7 separate regions of the Mus musculus genome follow, and all the other regions are linked to region 7. Evidence: chromatin contacts called from public Hi-C and promoter capture Hi-C data. All regions are on one chromosome and are shown on one strand. Each heading gives the region's core, a stretch centred on a gene start, on an enhancer-like site or on the middle of the called end of the contact. The rest is flanking DNA. Distances are from core to core; before and after follow the strand shown. Region 1 holds the start of Aqp11 (aquaporin 11). Region 2 overlaps Tenm4 (teneurin transmembrane protein 4). Region 3 holds the start of Tenm4 (teneurin transmembrane protein 4). Region 4 holds the start of Rsf1os2 (remodeling and spacing factor 1, opposite strand 2). Region 5 has its middle 18 kb from the start of Tenm4. Region 6 holds the start of Rsf1os1 (remodeling and spacing factor 1, opposite strand 1). Region 7 holds the start of Nars2 (asparaginyl-tRNA synthetase 2 (mitochondrial)(putative)).

The links. Promoter capture Hi-C pulls out the DNA fragments that hold promoters and counts their contacts. Hi-C and Micro-C count contacts between places; a contact is called where the count stands out from the background.
Region 1: a contact with region 7 is called in a Hi-C map of erythroblasts, with 7 times the contacts expected there. The contact joins the promoter of Aqp11 here to the promoter of Nars2 in region 7. A contact is called at or near these places in 2 of 39 promoter capture datasets (the HPC-7 cell line, HPC-7-derived erythroid cells and erythroid cells) and 1 of 484 Hi-C or Micro-C datasets (erythroblasts).
Region 2: a contact with region 7 is called in a promoter capture Hi-C map of embryonic stem cells, with 3 times the contacts expected there. The contact joins the enhancer-like site here to the promoter of Nars2 in region 7. A contact is called at or near these places in 1 of 39 promoter capture datasets (embryonic stem cells), 1 of 484 Hi-C or Micro-C datasets (embryonic stem cells) and 10 of 115 datasets of contacts at active chromatin or transcription factors (SST interneurons, astrocytes, craniofacial prominence and 7 more).
Region 3: a promoter capture Hi-C map of embryonic stem cells shows a contact between it and region 7, with 4 times the contacts expected there. The contact joins the promoter of Tenm4 here to the promoter of Nars2 in region 7. A contact is called at or near these places in 7 of 39 promoter capture datasets (the 3T3-L1 cell line, cranial neural crest, embryonic stem cells and 2 more) and 2 of 115 datasets of contacts at active chromatin or transcription factors (acute myeloid leukemia and embryonic stem cells).
Region 4: a promoter capture Hi-C map of neutrophils shows a contact between it and region 7, with 2.7 times the contacts expected there. The contact joins the promoter of Rsf1os2 here to the promoter of Nars2 in region 7. A contact is called at or near these places in 6 of 39 promoter capture datasets (the 3T3-L1 cell line, 3T3-L1-derived adipocytes, the C10 cell line and 3 more), 1 of 484 Hi-C or Micro-C datasets (erythroblasts), 1 of 115 datasets of contacts at active chromatin or transcription factors (astrocytes) and 1 of 9 other capture datasets (adipose tissue).
Region 5: a contact with region 7 is called in a promoter capture Hi-C map of embryonic stem cells, with 3 times the contacts expected there. The contact joins the enhancer-like site here to the promoter of Nars2 in region 7. A contact is called at or near these places in 3 of 39 promoter capture datasets (the 3T3-L1 cell line, embryonic stem cells and maxillary cranial neural crest) and 5 of 115 datasets of contacts at active chromatin or transcription factors (acute myeloid leukemia, astrocytes and embryonic stem cells).
Region 6: a contact with region 7 is called in a promoter capture Hi-C map of the HPC-7 cell line, with 3 times the contacts expected there. The contact joins the promoter of Rsf1os1 here to the promoter of Nars2 in region 7. A contact is called at or near these places in 3 of 39 promoter capture datasets (the HPC-7 cell line, HPC-7-derived erythroid cells and cranial neural crest).

The regions. Positions count from the first base shown.
Region 1 is chr7:97,736,900-97,739,599 of GRCm38.p6, forward strand. It overlaps Aqp11 (aquaporin 11), which reads right to left and starts at 1,348. Exons shown (of 3, transcript NM_175105.3): 1 at 470-1,348. The coding sequence starts at 1,088.
Region 2 is chr7:96,203,891-96,206,590 of GRCm38.p6, forward strand. The region is part of intron 1 of Tenm4 (teneurin transmembrane protein 4); the gene reads left to right. Among named protein-coding and RNA genes, the nearest start is that of Tenm4, 34 kb to the left of the region's middle. Within about 2 kb of position 1,316, at least 13 of the 459 cell types and tissues checked have an H3K27ac peak or open chromatin away from gene starts, as enhancers often do. A contact at or near this core is called in embryonic stem cells, where this site is marked.
Region 3 is chr7:96,169,854-96,172,553 of GRCm38.p6, forward strand. It overlaps Tenm4 (teneurin transmembrane protein 4), which reads left to right and starts at 1,391. Exons shown (of 33, transcript NM_001310762.1): 1 at 1,391-1,640.
Region 4 is chr7:97,695,151-97,697,850 of GRCm38.p6, forward strand. It overlaps Rsf1os2 (remodeling and spacing factor 1, opposite strand 2), which reads right to left and starts at 1,317. Exons shown (of 3, transcript NR_154552.1): 1 at 962-1,317. Clns1a (chloride channel, nucleotide-sensitive, 1A) reads left to right here and starts at 1,507. Exons shown (of 7, transcript NM_023671.2): 1 at 1,507-1,719. The coding sequence starts at 1,580.
Region 5 is chr7:96,151,925-96,154,624 of GRCm38.p6, forward strand. No RefSeq gene overlaps it. Among named protein-coding and RNA genes, the nearest start is that of Tenm4, 18 kb to the right of the region's middle. Within about 2 kb of position 1,332, at least 151 of the 459 cell types and tissues checked have an H3K27ac peak or open chromatin away from gene starts, as enhancers often do. A contact at or near this core is called in embryonic stem cells, where this site is marked.
Region 6 is chr7:97,643,847-97,646,546 of GRCm38.p6, forward strand. Rsf1os1 (remodeling and spacing factor 1, opposite strand 1) reads right to left here and starts at 1,266. Exons shown (of 3, transcript NR_126461.1): 1 at 1,194-1,266. The region is part of intron 4 of Rsf1 (remodeling and spacing factor 1); the gene reads left to right.
Region 7 is chr7:96,950,205-96,952,904 of GRCm38.p6, forward strand. Nars2 (asparaginyl-tRNA synthetase 2 (mitochondrial)(putative)) reads left to right here and starts at 1,323. Exons shown (of 14, transcript NM_153591.4): 1 at 1,323-1,740. The coding sequence starts at 1,600.

The DNA of each region.
Region 1 (2,700 bases), core at 98-2,597, 790 kb after region 7:
ATGACAAGTAATTTGTAGGAAAAAAGTAGGACGTGAATGCAGCTACAGAACTGCTTCTCCTCGCGGTCAACTACTGACCTATCGTGCACTTTAAGCTCGAAGGAACTTTTTGACCGGATCGTTTCTCAGTAAGAGTGTCAGAAGCAATCTATACCACCTTGGCATGAGAGCCGTAACTGATAAGCTGCCTTTCTAACATTAAAACAATCCCTTTGTGGGCTATTTAAGCCTTTGGCAGTAATCTGCCACGATCTTAGTTTCGGCACCGGAGTGTCTGCTTTCTCTGGGTGTTCAAAACAGCAATGAATGAAGATCTGTATGTTGGCTCCAACTGCTAGGCTGCAAGGTGGTTAGAATAATAAGTGGCCCAGGGTAGGGTGCAGGGGGTGCTCAAATGTATCGGTAAAGAACTTAGAACCTCTGGTCATAGAGGCTCCGGACTGCCAAGTGTTTGGTAGGAATAACAAACCTGCATAGGCCAAAAAGGTGATGAGTGCAGCCAGCAGGTGGATGCGAAGCTTGGTTCGGACCTCCTGGAAGTGCAGTAGAGCGCTGTGGAAAATAAAGGAGCAGATGGCCTCTATGATGATCGCTTTGGACATGTCGGTGTGGATGGGATTCCTGCAAGCTAAGATCCTTTCGTCGTAATGGTACTTGGTCAGACTCAGGCTCCACAGGGCGCTTATGCAGTACCTGCTGCACAGGGCGCTAACCAGCTGAGCCAACAACCTCACGGCACCCATTTCGGGGGACATACCCCCCAGAATCATCTGCATCATCACGCCGCACGGGTTGCTAGCTGTGCCCACCAGGGTCAGGCCATGCACCAAGGAAAAGAAGTAGATCAGTGTCAGAGTCCAGGTGGGGTGCGCAGAGTCCTGCTCGCTCAGCACTTGGAGCTCGTGGGTGCAGCAGCAGAGCTGGAAGGTAGCTAGAAACTCCAGGACGAAGGCGTGGACCACGGGCCTGTGTAGCTGTTGCCGGGCGATCACGCGGGCCAGCCCCACGAACAGCACGAACAGCAGCATTAGCCCCAGCGAGATGCAGGTGTCCTGCACCTCGGGCCGGAGCCCCAGTAGCGCGGACATGGCTCCCTCACCGCTGGGGATGGCTGAGGGCGGCAGGGACAGAGGAGCGTCGGGGGCTGGAGTCCGAAGTCCGCCGCCCCGCCCTCCCACGCCCCTCAGGGGCGGGCCGAGTGGAGAGCCCGGGTTCCGCGCTGGAGGGCTCCTCCCCTCCCCGGCTGCGCTGTGCAGATGTGACCTGAGCCGGGGAGGGGGGGAGGGCGGGGGAAAGGAGGCGGCGAGGGAGCTGTCCCTGGGCACTGGCGGAGGGGACAACGGTCTGTAGAGCCCCACGCGCACCCGCCTTCCGCCGCCTCCCTCAGCACAGGGCCAGGGCCCCGAGACCACTGCGCACGCGCGTGGCGCCCGAGCTCTGGGCTCTCAGCGCCGGACCCCGAGCCTAAGACCGCACCACGCTGGTGCTAGAGCATGTGGCGATCGGAGCGTGGCTTGGGAACTCTGCCTTGATCTTTGCACACTCCGGAAACTGTACTCCACGGAGCCCCAGAGGTCATCTTTGCAGCCACCCCGTTTTTACTAATGGAGAGACTGAGGTTGAGGAGCGAGGAGGTGACCCTCAGGGAAGGAGCTGTGGTCAACTGGGAGTGGGCGTGAGAACCGAGGTTTGACTGGTTTGACAAGGTGTTAGAGCTTTGGTTTTCTTCACCCACACTCGAACTTTTTTCGTAAGTGTGGGGGAAAATATATATATCCATTTATGTGTAAAATTGACGTTAATTATATTCACACTTTATCTAGCTATCGCCACTATTTCCAAACTTTGGATGTTGTGTTTTATTTTTTATCGAATGCATTTGCTTAATTATCTAATTGTCTTATTTATGTTTATATATGTGCATACACACACACACACACACATATATATATATGTATGTATATACATACATACATACATACATACATACATACATACGGGGGTCGCTGTGCCCAATCTCATGTGTTCCACAAGGTGGGTCCCAGGGATCAAACTCAAGTCCTCAATTGGGCACCTTTACCTGCTGGAAGCACCTTGCCTGCAGGTGGTGGTTTAGGCATGAAGTCCTCAAAGTTTATAATGTTTATGTTATCTTCATCATGAGATATTAAAATACTAAGAAAACATTGTTTGCTTGTTCTCATTGGCATCCAGTGTGGGAAGGAAACCCTTGGATTGGTTGGCTTCCCAGAATCCTGGGACAACCTGAGGCAGGATGGAAAGAAGGGAGTTTGAGGGGCCATGGAAAGGAAGCTAGCCTGGAGCTGAAGTCTTGCACCAGCTGAGAGTCAAGTATTCCAGCACAGTTAACATCTATTGTGAAGTTTGCCTTATAGATATCCCAAATAAGAATATTAAAATAGGTGCTGGTGAGATGGCTCAGCGGTTAAGAACACTGACTGCTTTTCCGGAGGTCGTGAGTTCAAATCCCAGCAACCACATGGTGGCTCACAACCATCCTTAATGAAAAACAAATAAAAAACCTATGGTCCAGTGCGAGCGGGGCCGGAGCAAAAGGGAAGGGGGGAAAAAGGGAATATTAAAATAGTTCTGGAAGTCACTTTCTGAGGCGACCTTCCTCCTAGATGGTCTTTGTGACTTCCAACCATGGCATACCAGGGCCAGGGCCACAGAAGGTGT
Region 2 (2,700 bases), core at 66-2,565, 750 kb before region 7:
AAGTCAGGGCAGAAACTCAAGGCAGGAATCTGGAGGCCGGAGCTGGTGCAGAGGCTATGGAGGAAAGCTACTTATTTGATGGTTCCCATGGCTTCTTCAGCCTGCTTTCTTACAGAATCCAGAACCATCAGCCCAAGGCTGGCGCCACCCACAAAGGGGCGGGCCCCACCCTCCCCCACCAATCATTCATTAAGAAAATGCTTTACAGCCTGCCTGCAGCCAGATCTTATGGAAGTGTTTTCTCAGTTGAGGCTTCCTTCTCTCAGATGACTATAGCTTGGATCAAGTTGACATAGCACTAGCCAGCACAAATGACAATGTATGAGAGTTAGTTTGCTTCTTTGTGGAACCCAGGGCTCAGTCTCAGGTGGCCAGATTTGGCAGCAAGTTCCTTGACTTGCTGATAGCCTTTTGCTAGTTCTTGCTTAACGTCCCCGTGTCTCAGTTTTCTCACCTATGTTGTGGAAATAGTGACTGTGTCGATCACATGGCCTGGAGCTACAACTGAAATGAGGTAACCCTCTTTGCTGTTTTCCAGAAGTGTTCAGGCCATGCAGGGTCTATTAACATCCGTTTCTTAATTCAGTGAAGGAATTTTTGCTAAGGATGTGTAAAAGCCAGATAGGCCGTAAGGAGCAGAGTGGAGGACAAGATCCAACCATTTCCCTAAAAGAGTATTTGTGATGATCCTAGGGCGTGCTCCCCTTACTTGCAGACAGTTTAAGTTGTCATTTATTCCCAAATACCAGCTTCTCTTTCCATCAGGCCGAAAGACAGCTCACGGGTTAGATAGGCAGGCAGCACAGAAATTCACTGAGTCAGCTGGCCAGAGAGTAGTCATGGCTTCCCCTCTTGCTTTTTACAAATGTGGTTGAGCTAGAAAAGGCCAGGAACCGGGGGTGGGGTGGGGGCGGGGGTGGGGGGGTGTCTTCTGACACCGACTGTCCATACGCTGCGGAGCCAGCAGGGGGGAGTGGGGGTGGGTTCAGTACTCTCACGCCCTTTCCTTGGATAGCAAGAGGATCCCACAGATGATACATCCGGGAAGCTCCAGGCCACACCCAAGGACTTCCAGGAACCTTCCCGGTTCTCCTCAGCCTTCACTACTGTTCAGCATTCAGCTCTGACCATTTCTAGGCGGTGCCCCCTTCTCCTTCACAGGCTCCCCCTCAGGGTGGGTGAGGAATGGAAAGAATTGCAGATGTAGAGGTTGGGGAAAGATGGAAGGAGTCGGCTTGCTTAGGTGCTGTGCTATTGTTATTCAGGTTAAGGAACATCCAGTCTCTTATGCTAAATATCTCAACAGGGTGGGCATTCAATGGGGAGCTTTTCTAGGGAGCTTTCTACTTACATTTAGCTGCCTGAAGCCTGGGGGCGTGCCCTGACCCTTTCCTTACCCTCTAATTGTGAAAGTCTGCCGGGGCCTATCAGTGGGTATCTAAATCCTATGAAACCAGCTTGGCATTTGATAAAGTATCAGACAGACAGCAGGCATGAAGCATTGGCCGCTCCCCCTCTGTGATCCCTTGCCTGGAATTCTCACATCCAGCAACCCTTCTGTAGTAACTGCTGGTCTCCAAACAGAAGTTGTTATTTTTTCAAATAAATATGTTTCCTAATTAAAACTTGCCCTTTAAAGACTCACACGTTCTTGGCCCCACTTTATGTTTTCCTTTCCTTGTAACATATTACAGAATCAATAAGGGCAATGCAAATATCTTTAATATATACAGCTCCAACGGCTCTAATAACGCATCTGCCTCCACACAATCGCCCTCTCCCCTCACCAGCCCAGCTGATAATTTCTGCTGATTTGTTAAATGCCTTGGTATTTCACTCTGGATGATAAAGCCTGGAAGGCACTTAGCTCTTCAGGGGATTGGGGAGGGCACATTGAAAAGGGACAAAGTGGATGGTGGAGATTTCCAGCCATGTCTGTGGTTTTTATGACAGTTCTTATAAACAAGGAACAATTAGTATCCGAGGCAGAGAAAGTACAGAAAGAAAGAAAAGAAGAAAGAGAGAAAGAAAGAAAGAAAGACAGAAAGAAAGAAAGAAAGAAAGAAAGAAAGAAAGAAAGAAAATGTCTATTACTCATAACCCCACCATCCTCAGTCAAAAATTTGACAATATTTTTATATTTCTTTTCTTTTGTTCCCTAGTTAATTTTTGCTAGAGGATTTCAAAAATATAATTATCAATTTTGAATTGTTTTAAATTTTGTTTACAAAATAGCAATATCCTAACGGACTGAAAACTAGACCAAAATATTATTTGAGAGTATACACATAATACTCTAACGAAGGCTGTTCCAATATTACTTTTCTTTTTTTTTTCTTTTTTAAATATTTTTATTAGGTATTTTCCTCATTTACATTTCCAATCCTATCCCAAAAGTCCCCCATACCCTCCCCCTCCACTCCCCTACCCACCCACTCCCACTTTTTGACCCTGGCATTCCCCTGTACTGGGGCATATAAAGTTTGCATGACCAATGGGCCTCTCTTTCCAGTGATGGCGGACTAGGCCATCTTTTGATACATATGCAGCTAGAGACAAGAGCTCCTGGGTACTGGTTAATTCATATTGTTGTTCCACCTATAGGGTTGCAGTTCCCTTTAGCTCCTTGGGTACTTTCTCTAGCTCCTCCATTGGGGGCCCTGTGATCCATCCAATAGCTGACTGTGAGCATCCACTTCT
Region 3 (2,700 bases), core at 141-2,640, 780 kb before region 7:
AAGTTCAACACTCTTTCCCTGGGAGACAGGGGAAGTCCCTCAGATCTCCATACAAATTTTTCTCACATCCTCTTTGATCCTGGAATCCCTCATCTTCCTCCTTGTGTTGAAGTCTAGTTCCTTGTAGCTGTGTCTACTGTCATCCACTCTCTGTTCAGGGGTTCACTCTTTTGCTATCGTTGATTTTTGAAATCATATTTTAATTGCAATTATAATTCCCTTTTCCATTTCCTCCTTCCACACCCCCTCCCCCTCATATAACTGTCCCTGCTCTGGCTCAAATTCATGGCCTCCTTTTCATTCATTGTTATTGCATATATATCCCTAATATGTTTTCAGGACTACCAACTGGTATGCTGTCATTCTTTTTTCTCAGCATATCATAGGACTTAGGATGTATCTTCAGAAGATGAAGAATTGCAGGAACTTGTGCATAAATAGATGAACATTTACATCTCAGACAACAAATCTATGAATCAGTGAATTTAAAATGATTTATGGGATGTTTGGATGGATGGATTGATGCATGGGTGAATATGGGAAATAAAAGTAAATGCTTCATACATGAAAAAAATGAATGTGTGCATGTTTGGCAAGTCTATAGATTACATGAAATGACAAATAGGTGAATAAATGAATCTTGACAAATAATAATACAATTGAACGTGTCAGTCAGTGAGTGAATAAAAATGTATGTGAATACCAAATGGGAGGATGAATATGTAAGGGAACATAAATTAATAAATAAATTAATAAATAAAGCAATTAGTGCAAGGATGAATGGTGAGTACAGAACAGACTGATAAATTCACACATGCAGGAATGAAGGAATGAATGAATGAATGAATGAATGAGGGAAGGAGCCAACAGATTGGGGGCATGGATGCCTTCCCTATTTTCCAAGGACAGTCCCACCCACAGTGCCCTGTGATGAGAAAGCCTGAGGTACTCGGACCAATGAGTTTCCAGGAATCAGCTTTAAAGTTGTAGTTTCAAATCTGGGGTTGAGTCCCACCTGCACACAAAGGATGCATCTGGCAGGAGTCTCCTACAGTCAAGACAGTGGAAACCAGGGGCATATGACCAGGAACGCTGTGCCCAGTGTCTCAGTTCCCAGTCTCAGCACTCTGCTCCATCCACGTCCTGGAGCCCAAGCAGGCACCCACAGGCAAGGAAATTAATTCTTTCCATCCAAGAACAGCCTCTTGTAATGAAGAGGCTGCTGCAATATCTTTGCAACAAGCAGCAACCCACATGTTTGATTACAACAGGTTGAGCCATTCCACGCTCCCCAGTGCCAGGGCTCAGGGAAAAAGAAACGAAAACACCAGCACAAAACATGAAGCAAGCACACACGCTCCCTGACAACCAGCATCGGGTGGGGATGGGAAGAGCCCCGAATCTGGACTCCTCCACTTGACACCGGGCCACTAAGAGACATTCTTTCTCTGTGCTTCCTTTTCTCTTCCTCAGACTCTGAACTTCAGCAGTTTTGAATGACTGACGCGTCCCTACTCACCCCTGGGACGTAATTCCTGCAGGATTGTGGCAAACTAGTATTTCAGGTTCCCTTGGCAACCCCGGTGCCCTGTCTCCTGAGAACTGTGCATCCCCAGGACCTGAGAAGACCTGACTTCTGGGTAAGAATCTATACTTTTCTGTTTCTCTGCTGTTCCCGCCCCCTGCAGCAACCTGGCTGCGTCTTGGATGGGGAGGGGCTGGCTGGGGAAAAGGATATGGTTGAAGTTAGAAACCACAAAGTGGAAGGAGGAAGACCCTATGTGTTTCAGTCCCTGGGTGAGAGGGCACGGGCACGGCATGTAGATTCCTGGAATGAAAAACTGCTTGCTTCCAGTCTTCAATCTTGTCATTGCTTGTTCTATGATGCAACTTTTGAGTAATCGCTGCCACCTAGGACTGGGTGCCCATTTAGCCTCGGGCGTTTGTCAGTCATTGAATTAATCACTCTACTTTGACACATGCAGGAAGGCGTTACTCTCCCTCATAGCTGTGGGGAGCAGGTAGGGGATCCTGAGCAGGCCCTGCAGTGGCAGAGTTGGGGGGCAGAGCTGTGTGGATGTGTGGCGACTTCCTTCACTGTGTGCAGAGTAAGCACTCTTCCCAGGCATCAGGAAGTCTATAAAGCCGGCCACCAAGCATCAAAAGGTTTTGCTTTGTTTGGGGAGGGGGTGGAAGAGGCAGAACCTTGGCCTTGATGACTAACTCTAAACAGCAGCCTCTGAGAAAGACAGTGATGTGCAAATTACTGATTTTTATTGGACACTTTGGGGAATATAGCTGTTTGTCAGGAAATGAAAGAGAATGTTTGTGCTTATAAAATTATATGGAAAATCAATGTGGTGTTAAGTATATTTCTCAGTTGTTTGAGTCAAGGACTGTTCTCTCGCCAATTCTAGCAAACTCCAAGGGGATGGCAAGGTCCCAAAGTGCAGCCATGGGACTGGATGGAAAGGTCAAACCTCTGTTTCCTACCGCCCTCCATCTTCCTGGTGTGTGTCTAGTGACAGAAAGGGACAGGGTGGTGAAGGCTGGGCTGAGTGGCCAGCACTGCATCTCAGCAGCTGCACTTAGCTGCACATGGGAGTCTTGATGCTCCAGTCTCTTCTGAGTTCTTTTGCTCCACTTTAATTTATGGATCTCTGTAATATCAAGCTTCTGTTACAGATGGGGGTGACCCCG
Region 4 (2,700 bases), core at 67-2,566, 740 kb after region 7:
TACCACTTAGAAAGCACACCTACTCAACGTTTTAAACTGGAAATTTAGAAACGATATTTAACCTCTCTTCTTTGTCTATTCTTGTCTTCATCGTCACAAATTCTTCCTCTCAATCTATATCCACATGACGAGGATTTTAACCTTCAGAGAGTTCTAGAATCTTTTCTCATCCCCTCCCTTACTCCACTCCCACCTTCTCATTCCTGTTCAGGGGACCTGCCTCCTAGTCTCACTAACAACAAACTAAATTTTAAAACGTAACACTTGGAACTGACTGGAGACATGGGTCAGCTTGTGAGACTGCCTAATGCCTTTGCAGATAGGGTCACTGCGCCCAGGCAGGGTGGCTCACACCTGACTGTATGTAGGTAGGTATATACATATATGTGAGGAAAAAAATCTTTAGATTCCTCTGTTGAAAAGAATCCAAAGGGAAAAAAGGAGGAAGAAGAGAAAGAAAGATAAAACTGCTATCACATCCTCCATGTATGTTATCCAACCTAAACAGCCTTAGCCCCATAGATATTACAATTCTACAGCCAAAAAAAGTGGAGTCTAGAGGTCAACTGACTGAATTCCATCCACCAACTCTAGCTTGTGAGTTTAATGCCTCAGGTCCCATCTGTTAAAGTGGGTAATAGAAAATGTGTTCATATTGTGTATCATAAAGAAAAAAATTAATTGAGCAAGTGTGGTGATGGGTGCTCATAGTAGTACCAGTAAACTGGAGTTCGGTGCAAATCGATTATGTATTGGAAGCCAGCCTGGGATACTTAAAGAAGCCCTGTCTCAAAAACCACGAAGGAATCCATGAAGAAATATAAGAGGTAAAGTCCGTATGCTGTGTGGTCTATAGGTCTCTGTTATGGGTTTCTATTCACCAAACCTGTAGGTTTTCACTGCTCTTATTCACTGGGACCTAGCGAACAGGGAAGGCAAGGGTTCCTAACCAGTGGCCTACCTTTCCCTCGGGCAGTCTTTTGACTGTCTTGCTGCGCACTGTCCATCATTAATGTAACCTTTTCGTGCTCGTGGCATGACTCGTGGGGATGGGGCGCTCGATCTCTCCGGCGACGTGGGGACTAAGAGGTCTGGTAAATGGCTGTGTGAACCCAAGGAGAACAGGCCTGACGAGGCGGAAGCAGGGTAGACTCGTGCACCCAGCCGGGAGACTTGGGATCTCCAGATGCGTGTGGATTTTATTTCTGTGAGTCCTCCTTCGGCGAGGGACTCCTGGGGCCTGGGTCCCTTCCCGCTTTTTGTTGGGAAAGGCTTGGTATTCCTTATACATCCTCTCTCGGGGTTTGCTCCTATGACCTTCAAAGAGAACCACATAGAAAACACTCGATTATTCTAAGCATCCTTAGAGGAGCGGGAAAGGGGAACCGATGCCACGTGACAAAAGCCAGCCGGCTCGCTGCGGACCTCTGAGTTGCCTAGAACATCCCGTCTCTATGGTCAACCGCATGCTAAGGCCCTCGCTGAGAAAGTTGTTCTTCCGGGCTACGACTACTGCTTCCGGGGCAGCTCCGTGCGAGCCGCGATTGCGGTACTCGCCTCTCTCGGTTCGCGTGGAGCGATGCTTTCCCCGGCAATGAGCTTCCTCAAAAGCTTCCCGCCGCCTGGGTCGGCCGACGGGCTCCGGCTGCAGCAGCCAGACACCGAGGCTGTGCTGAACGGGAAGGGGCTCGGCACCGGCACGCTTTACATCGCGGAGAGGTAAGGTTGGGGGGCGCCGACCAGCCGGCCGGCGCTATTGTGCGGGCAGGGTGGGATTGTCCCCTCCCGAGCTCGGCTGGTTCTGTCCCCTAGCCCGCGTTTCTCCCTAACGACCTGTGCGAACCGGCCTGTCTCCTGCAAGCCTGGCGCGTGGTCACGTTGAGTTTTGAGTCTGCAGAGCCTCGGTTAGTTTTTCCGTGGGCCTAGCTTTCGGAATGGTCGTGTCAACTAGACGATTTCCCTGCGTGGAATATGTAGCTCAGATTGTGACGGGTTACGACGTTTGGTTAATGAGCTGGGATGTTCTGCTTCAAGTGTGTGTGTTTGTGGGGGCTGGGGGGAAGGACCATCTTCAGGCCCACGCAGGGCGGAGTCACAACCAGCCGAACCCGACTCCTGGATGTGCAGGTCCTGGAAGGAATTCTTCTATTTCACTACCTGCAGGATTCAGTACTTTCACAATAACATAGACATGCCACTAAAATACACACTACATACACGCTCATACCCTCCTACCCCCACCCCATACCTTCCTGTTCACCCGCCCTCCCTCCCCATTTCTTTCCTTTCCCTTCCTCCCTCCTTTCCCCCCTCTTTCTTTCATTCTTTCTTTCTCTTCTCATTCTTTCCTGTCTTTCAGAGTCTCTGGTTTACCTTTTGCTATATTCTATTTGTTGGCCACAAAGGAAATCCTCTGCTTTTAAGAGCTCGAGTTATAACATTGCTCCTGCCTAGAAAATCCAGGCTATCTCGTTTATTTCACCATCAGTAGATTAGTAATCTTAATTACATTCAAAGTCCCTTCTTTCATGGCACTGGAAAACAAATCTCTTGGGGACCAAGATTATGCCTACTACAGAGCCCAGGGTATAAACGTGTAAAGAGCTATTTGTTCAGAGAACAGTGTGGATAGTGGGACTGGGTGTTTAGACACCGACTAGAAATACAAATGTGGGTGGGTGCGCAGTTTGGTTGGTATAT
Region 5 (2,700 bases), core at 82-2,581, 800 kb before region 7:
TGCAAAAATGCTTTCCCATTCATTAGCTTGTATGTGCATCATAATAGCCCCATGAGAAAGACAAGATGATGGCTGCTAGCCATTTTATGGGTGAAGAAAGGACTCAGAGGGCTCAGGGATAAAGTGACTGGTTAACAGCTGGTGGGAGGTGAGATCTTTACCCCAAGCTCGAGGCTCTTTGCCAAGCCTTCAGAGAAAGGCTTGGGCAGCCTTGCTCATTGCTCTGAGGTTATCACCAAAAGACAGAGTGGGAACCATCGGTGAAGGAAGCTCAAACTCAGAGTGACTTCTCCTAAGCCTCCCACTGTGTGATTTGGCTCATTGGATTTGAAACGCATCGCTGGATACCTCTACCACCACTGGTCAGAAATAAGCCAAGTCGGTAGCAGGGGTTCCAGAATTCAAGCTCCTCTGTTAGTAAATATTTGGGGAACCACACTGATAACTCCTTCAAAGACAAGTGTGCAATTCAACGTTCAGGAGCAAAGGAACAGGAAAGTGGAAGACCCCAAAGCTGCAAGACATCCAGAGAGGAACAACAGAGACACAAAAGAGGGATCGAGGAGAATAAGAAATCTGGTTAAGAAAGGGCAAGAAGGGGGAGCTAGAGGGATGGCTCAGAGGTTAAGATTGCTTGTTGCTCTCGCAGAGAACCTGGGTTCATTTCCTGGCATCCTCATGGTGGTTCACACGTATCCTTAACTCCTCTTTCAGGAGATCTGACTCCCTCTTCTGACCTTTGTGGGCACCAGGCACATAGGAACTCATACACATAAATAAATCTTTAAAAGAAAATGTAAAGAAAGGGCAGGAAGGATGACCATTAAAGAGGAGTGAAAAGGAAAAAAGAGGGGGAGAGATTAGTTTGAGAACAAAAGAAATCGGCACAGCCTTGGAGAAAAAGAAAGGGGGGTGGGAAGTTGCCTGGCTTTGAGTAACAAGGAAAGCATGTGTTTTAAAGAGGCGATTAAATATCTTATTCTCTTGTCCCTAAATGTAAATGTTTCTGTCTCCTTGGGAGTTAATCAGGCTTAAAGCAATTCTAAGCCTTAAGGGCTTGGCTTAACCGCAACAAAGAATGTGTCCAGCATGCTGACCTCTGTCGGGCCAGTATGTAAAGGCAGCAGAGAAAAGAGATTAAGGAGCTGCCCTCACACCGGCGGTGCAGCCACTCCTATCAAGGCATCTCCAGCCCCTACCCCCACCTCCACCACCCACTCCCCTGTCCCCAGCGGGCAGAAAGCTGACCCACAAACGCAGCTGTGAGTCAGGAGCCTTTTAAGCACGCTTCCACACCCTCTGCCCCTCTAACAGCTACCAGAGGAGACGGAAGGCTGAGAGAATCCCCATTGGCTGAGAGAGTGGTAGGCGGGGCATAACCCTCAGGGGTGGAGTCTCTGGCAACTGCTTGGCCTTCCGGGCCTGTGGTAGTGAGTATTATAGGAACTTCTCTAATCACAGATCCTGCTGTTTCTTCTGTTTGCTATTTATTGTATTTGTGGTTTTATTAAAATCCTGCTACATAATATATTGTTGTGATTTTTCTAGCTTAAAACAATTTGCAAGTCAGGAAATTGGAAAGAGCAGCGAAATGGCTGGTCTCTGCTTCTCAAAGTTTAGGTCTTCATACCTAAAAAAAACCAAAGTATGAAAACAGCTAGGAACTTCTTCACTCACATATCTGTGCAGCACATATGAACTATTGGCTGGAGTAAGGCACTAGAGGCTCTTTCTGTGGCATAGACTCCCTCATCTAACCATTGGCATCCTACAAACACAGCCAAATTCAAGGAAAAGAAGAACCAACACCCAGATCTTGATAGAGCTGGGGGTGAGGTAGAGGTAGTTTCCAATAGAACATGCCAGGAAGATGAACAGCTTTGAGAATGGCATTCTCCTTAAACCACTACACTTCTATCAGGTACCATTGTCCACCTAGGAATGAGGAGTCTGGTCTTTGAAGGATGAAGTAATGGATCCCCGTTTCATCAACTAACAGTAAGCAAAGGGAGAATTTCACCCCAGTTGCTCAAAGAATCCTGATTCCATATTGCTACAGGCAACTTGAAATGATAAAAAGGACTTCCTCTTGTGGCCCTTGCAGCCACACCGTATGTGGGACACTGTGCTGAACATACTTTGTTCTTTTCTTCACTGACCAAAAAAAAAAAAAAAAAAAAAAAATGCTATTATTTGTTGAGATTACTCTGTGCAAAGACTTGTTTTGTAGCTGGACTTTTCAGAGTCCAGGGTGTGTCTGTTTTATAACGGAGACTGGGGAGGGAAGCAGTCACTTGCTCAACCTCCCCATGTGACAAAGAGTGGCAGCTGGGAACCTGCCTTCTGTTTTCTGACCAGAGAAGATTGTCAGATGGTGCGCCATGCAGAGGCCATTGTTTGTAAACAGACAGTGTTGAGGGGGCCTGGGGCTCCTTTGCAGAGATATAAACTTTTCTAAGGAAGCCTGAGCAAAAACAGGACATAGAAGAAGACTTTTGTCTCACTTGCAGACTTTCCAGAGATAGGTGTGTGTGTGTGTGTGTGTGTGTGTGTGTGTGTGTGTGTGTGTTAAAATTGTGTGCATCTGTGTGCATGTTCCAAAGCCAGTGAAAACGACATTGGGTATCCTGTTCTACCACTCTTTGCTTTATATCTTTGAGGTAGGATCTCTCACTGGAGTTGAAGGAGGCTGTTAGCCAG
Region 6 (2,700 bases), core at 16-2,515, 690 kb after region 7:
TAGTTACAGTGTGTATTTATTAGCTACTGACAGCATCAATGTATTACCACAGTTTTACAACTTCTCTTAGGCTGGACATGACTGGATGGCGTTAAGTAAGGATGCTATCAGAGCCTGGAGGCTCAGAATCCCTAGAGCAAACAGGCTAGCTATAGGAGCCCTCTCAGTGAGCTTTGGGTATAATTGAGAGACTCTGCCTTAATTTGTACAGTGGGAACCAAGGATGATGCACGATGTTAGCCTTTGTCTTCAAAATGTATGCACCATGCTCCATTGGTGCCCACACATGTGAACATGCAAAGTCATGCATGCATACCTCATAGACATCTTATATAAAAGAAAACCAAACATGTACTGTTGTTTATACAGTGCCTATTTGCATTTATTGTAGAATTAGTATAAATATGAGGCACATTAGAAGTAGTTAATGCATACATGTGCACATATTCCACATTGAAAATCATTTCATATATTCAGGTAAAAACTCAGATAAAAGTTGTAAATTTTATTGAGCTAAGTTTGTTAGTATTTAGACTTCTCCTATAGAAAGTGGCAGTTTTATGTGGTTTAACTAACAAATTTCAGCAACAGAACTGTCCCCCTTAGTTTTAAACCAGAATAGTATTTTTTACACTTATTTCACCACTTGTTTAGGCCTCTGGATACTTTTTTTATAATTGATCAAATACTTTATGAAAGAAGAAATATATAGTGACAAAAGTGTTACTATTAAGTCCTCATGAGGGAGGAGGGAGCACACAGATCTTAAGTTGGCATAATTTAATCAGGTGCTCCCTTAAGTCAGAGAGATACTATAGAAAGTATTTAGATCCTAATTCTAGTAAGGAAAAAACACTTGGTGTAGACAGGTGATTGTTTCATAAAGTTACGTACATGTGGCTAACATTAACATGAACAAATGACCAGCAGGCTGAGAGAATTCCCAGTGGAAACCAGTTAAGTATGCCTTTATCCCAACAGATATCTTACAAATTAATAATTTATAATTTCCACTAAAATGACTAGGTGAATATTACTCAGAAATGCAGGTATTAACAAGTTTACAAGCCAACTGGAACTTATATCTTGCCTTCTACAAATATAAACACTGCGACCACTCTGACTAACCATTTGGTGGTGTCTTCAGATGTTACTATACTATTATACCGTCAGCTTCATTCCTTTGTACTTACTATTAACACAAGGCTTGTCTGAGCGTTTTCATTTCATCTTCTTGATCTTCCATTTGCCTTTGCATTTGAAAACAGTCTTACTCTGTATCTGAAGCTGCCCTTACCCACTATGCAGTTGAAGCCTAGCCTCAGTTATGACCTCATTCCTGTGACTACTGTTATAGTTGCTATAGCATCTTTGTTCCTAACAGTACTCATGCAGTAGATTACTGGTAAGCAGCAAAAGAAATGATCTCATGCGATATGAATTTGTCTCAAAAATCCTTGGTTGTGAAAGAAGCCAAACAGATATAGTATTTGCCTTTATTTGTTGTAAGCTTAGGTATTAACAAGACTACTAAACTGTGGTTATAATAATCAACACTGAGAGCAGCCAGGCGTGGTAACACACACTTGCAATTTTACTGCTCAGGAAGCTGGGGCAGAAGGATCTTAAGTTTTAGGCCAGCCTGGACTACTTAGTGAGTTCTGAGCCAGCTTGGGCTCAAGAATGAAAGCCCCATATTTCGTCTTGCCTTGGTAGGAGTTTATCTGTGTTAGTGTTTGGATATAAGTCTGTGGCTTCTATCCCCCTGGTTCATGTTTTGAACGTGGTCCCCTGTGAGTAATACTACTTTTAGAAAATGATGGAATCTTTAAGAGGTGGAGGACCTAGCCTGAGGGAGTGAGTCGGAGGATGAGGTTTGGTAGCCCGCCCCCCAGCTCACTGCCTGTCTCTACTTCCTTGACTGCCCCTGCTCTTAACCACCATCTCTTCCCAGCCATGATGGGCTGTACCCTTCAAACTAAAGCCAAAGTAACTTTTTTTTTTCTTTTTTGCTGATTTTTGTCAGATCTTTGTTCACAGCAGCAAGAAGAGTGACTAACACAGTGAGTGTCTGTGCAAAGTAACTAACTGAACTGAATGCTAACTGAGCTCCTTTTAGCCCTGGCAGGCTGAAAAAGCCGGGAATCCCAGCATTTCTGAGGCCGAGCTAGCCTGCTCTTCAAAGAAGACATCATGCTAAAGCAATACAGTTTTACAAGTAAACAAGGACATGCTGCCTTCACAGTGTATGAGTTGTACCTCTAAAAATATTTTTAAATGGATTGTGGTTTTGATAGTTATTTACAGAAATTTAAATTCTGAATAGTGAGTACAATTTTCACGTATCTTTATTCATAGGCCTCTACCAGGAAGTTTAAAATATTTTTTTGTTTTATTTTTTTAATTATATAGTATATGTATGTGCAGGTTGTCCATGTGTGAATACAGGTGTTCACAGAGTCCACAAGAGGTTGCTGGACCCTCTGGAACTAGAATCACAGGTTGTTGTGAGCTGCCTGATGTGGTACTGGGAACTGAACTCGAGTGTCGTGCAATGGCAGTGGGTGCTCATTACTACTGAGCCATTTCTAAAACTGTCAGGACATTCATTAGCTATGCTGCTAACAATGATTAAGAAGGTGAGACCTAAGCAGGGTGTGCTGGTGTCTGCCATACAATTCTAGTACTTAGGAGGCAGCA
Region 7 (2,700 bases), core at 73-2,572:
CACAGTAAAGGATAAACGGGAGCAGTTGGGTCTGAGCACAAAGCTTGCAGGCAGTGATCAGCTTTCACTACACACTTTAGATTACCCACTGCTAATTTCCCATTTTACCCACTGGGGTCCCTTTCCCTTGAGTTACTGAACAATGGTTCTCTGCTTAGTTTCCTAATTAACCCTTTGCCTTAAGTAGAGGAAGATAGTCTCCCTGAGACTTAGCAGAGCAAAGAGGAGGAAGAAAGATGAGACAGAAGAATTAACCTGAAGAGAAATTGAGCTTGCTGGTTGCTGGTTTCACTTTTTTTTTTGGGGGGGGTATCGAATATACTTTTATACTTTAAGATATAAGCTATCTCTACATATTTGGAAGGCTACAAGTTTTTGATTTTTCCTTTCTCAAGGTTCCAGAAGTGCCCCAAAGTATTTTTATTGGAGATATTTTCAAGTCTGTCCAGAGAAGAGTTTTACAATTCTTTCAGGCCATTTTCCTTCCCAGCAGATTTTCCTGTCCTCCTCTTACAGGAAAATTTCTGACATTCTCATCTGGAAAAATTCTAACCTTCCTCAAACTCAGCCTAATTATCTCTTTCTCTGGGTCGCCACTCCACTTACCACACACATATCTATGTGTGCTCTTGCTGGGTATAATGTGATGGTTTCTCTCGGTTTCTGTCTCACTGTCTCTTTGTCTGTCTCTGTGTCTCTATCTCTCCCTCTCTGTCTCTGTTCCCCAACCAACATCTTTTCATCATAAGCTCCTTGATGAACAGGACTATGTATGGTGTCTCATCGTGGCAACTTAATTAGTCCTTATTTTGACCTTTTCTTGTTTAACTAGATAAAAGCATTATCATGTGTCTCACTGAGTTACGAAAAAATATTTTTGTGTAAACTTAAAATGTAGCTGAATATATGCAAAGGCCATTTTTTTCTTTTCAAACAAATGCAAGTAAGAGAAAAGATTTGCCCATTCTGGCAGGCAAAGCTCCTTTTTAAGCAACGAATTGTTTGGCTACCACCCAACAGTGACTTCAGCAGGTACTACGTCTGGAGACTGACTTCCCAGAGCTCAGAACTCCTCTCCACCCCTAAGACTCTGCACAGACACTTGCCTTCTGCATCTGTCAATACTGCCCACAAGTATTCCTCAGTCTCCCTAGAGATGACCCAACAGTAGCTATTTCTGAGAAACCTGAGACAGCCCTTGCGCCTTAGCCCCGCCCACCTCAGCTCCTGCACCGCCCCTACCGGTGCGGCGCCTCACGAGCTCCCGGACACAATCACGCATGCTCAGACTCCACCCAGCGTGATGACGGAAGAGCGAGCACGGGGTGACGTAGCTCAGTTGCAACGTGCTTTAAGTCTGGGTCTGCACTCCGGTCCCATGTACGGTGTGACACTGACCGCTGTGTTCCGTGTAGTCGAACCTTCTGTGCTTTCGGGAGCGGGACGCGGAGGTGGGGTCCCGTGGGAACTGCTCGGGGCGCGGAGGGAAGAGCGACAGGAGCGCATGACGGCAGGACTGCGCGGCTGAAAAAGGCTGCTCTCGGGGACTGTGAGCCGGGACGTAGCCCGGCATCCCGTGGAACCCTGTCCGGTCTCGCCATGCTCGGGGCCCGGCGCCTGCTCGGCGCGCTGCGCCTCTGTTCCTCCGTTTCCTGCCCCAGGCCCCGCGCGTCTGCCAAAATGCGCGTGCGGGACGCCCTCAGGGTCCAGGACGCGAGAGGGGAGTGCGTAACGGTGCAGGTGGGTGTGTGGAAAGACTGCTGCCTGAGCTTGCTTGACTTGAGCTGTCTCCAGAGTCTACACTTCTGGGACCGCACTGTTATTTTTGCAAATCGTTCTGACGATCACAAGTGCAGCAGCTGAGTTTTCATGACACCTAGGGGTTTCTTGTAAACACTTTAATCATGCGGAAAAGTTGAAATGAACACTCCCTTATTTATTTATTTATTTATTTAGTTTTATAGTAATAACTTGGGATGCTTTGCCCTAGTTCCTTGAGAACAGAAATTCTGTCTTTCCTTTTTTCCTGTTCACCTGGCTGGCAGGAAATAGTGGTTCCAGGTGTGTCCAGCCTTTTGACATTGCAACATGAGGTCTCCACCTACCAAGTTCATACTTGAGTTACCGCCTCTACCCTCCAGTTAAAAAGTCTCAAAGTTTACGAGTCCGTGTTGGGCTGCATTCATAGCTATCCTCAGTTGCTCACTGCGGCTCATTGTACACAAGTTGGACACAGGAGAATCCATACCTTTTCAATTTCAGTCACTCAGGCTCCTGAGATTTCCATGTATTTAAACTAGGAGAAAGAGCAGAATGTTGTAGTTTGACAAGCTAAGGGCTGCAGTTGCCTTGGCTTAATTCGCTTGCCCTACTATGTAGCTTGTTACTTATAGGCATGTCACGACAGTGCCTCAGGCCCCAGTTTCTCTTATGAAAATGGAGATAATAGTCTATATTTTGGAGAGTTCTGAAAATTAAACGGGTTAATGAAGACAGGCTATTTAGAACAGAGGCCTCTCAGTCAGTGTTAGATGCTGTTATTTGTGACAGCTTTGAATAAATTCCTAAAAGCACAGAAAGAGTAAGACTGGTGCTTGGCTGTTTCCTCTTGAATTACTGAAATAAACTAATAGGTCTTACCCATATTCCTGATATCTGGCACTATGACCAAGCTGTTCTTCCTTGCATTTCTTTGGGTTT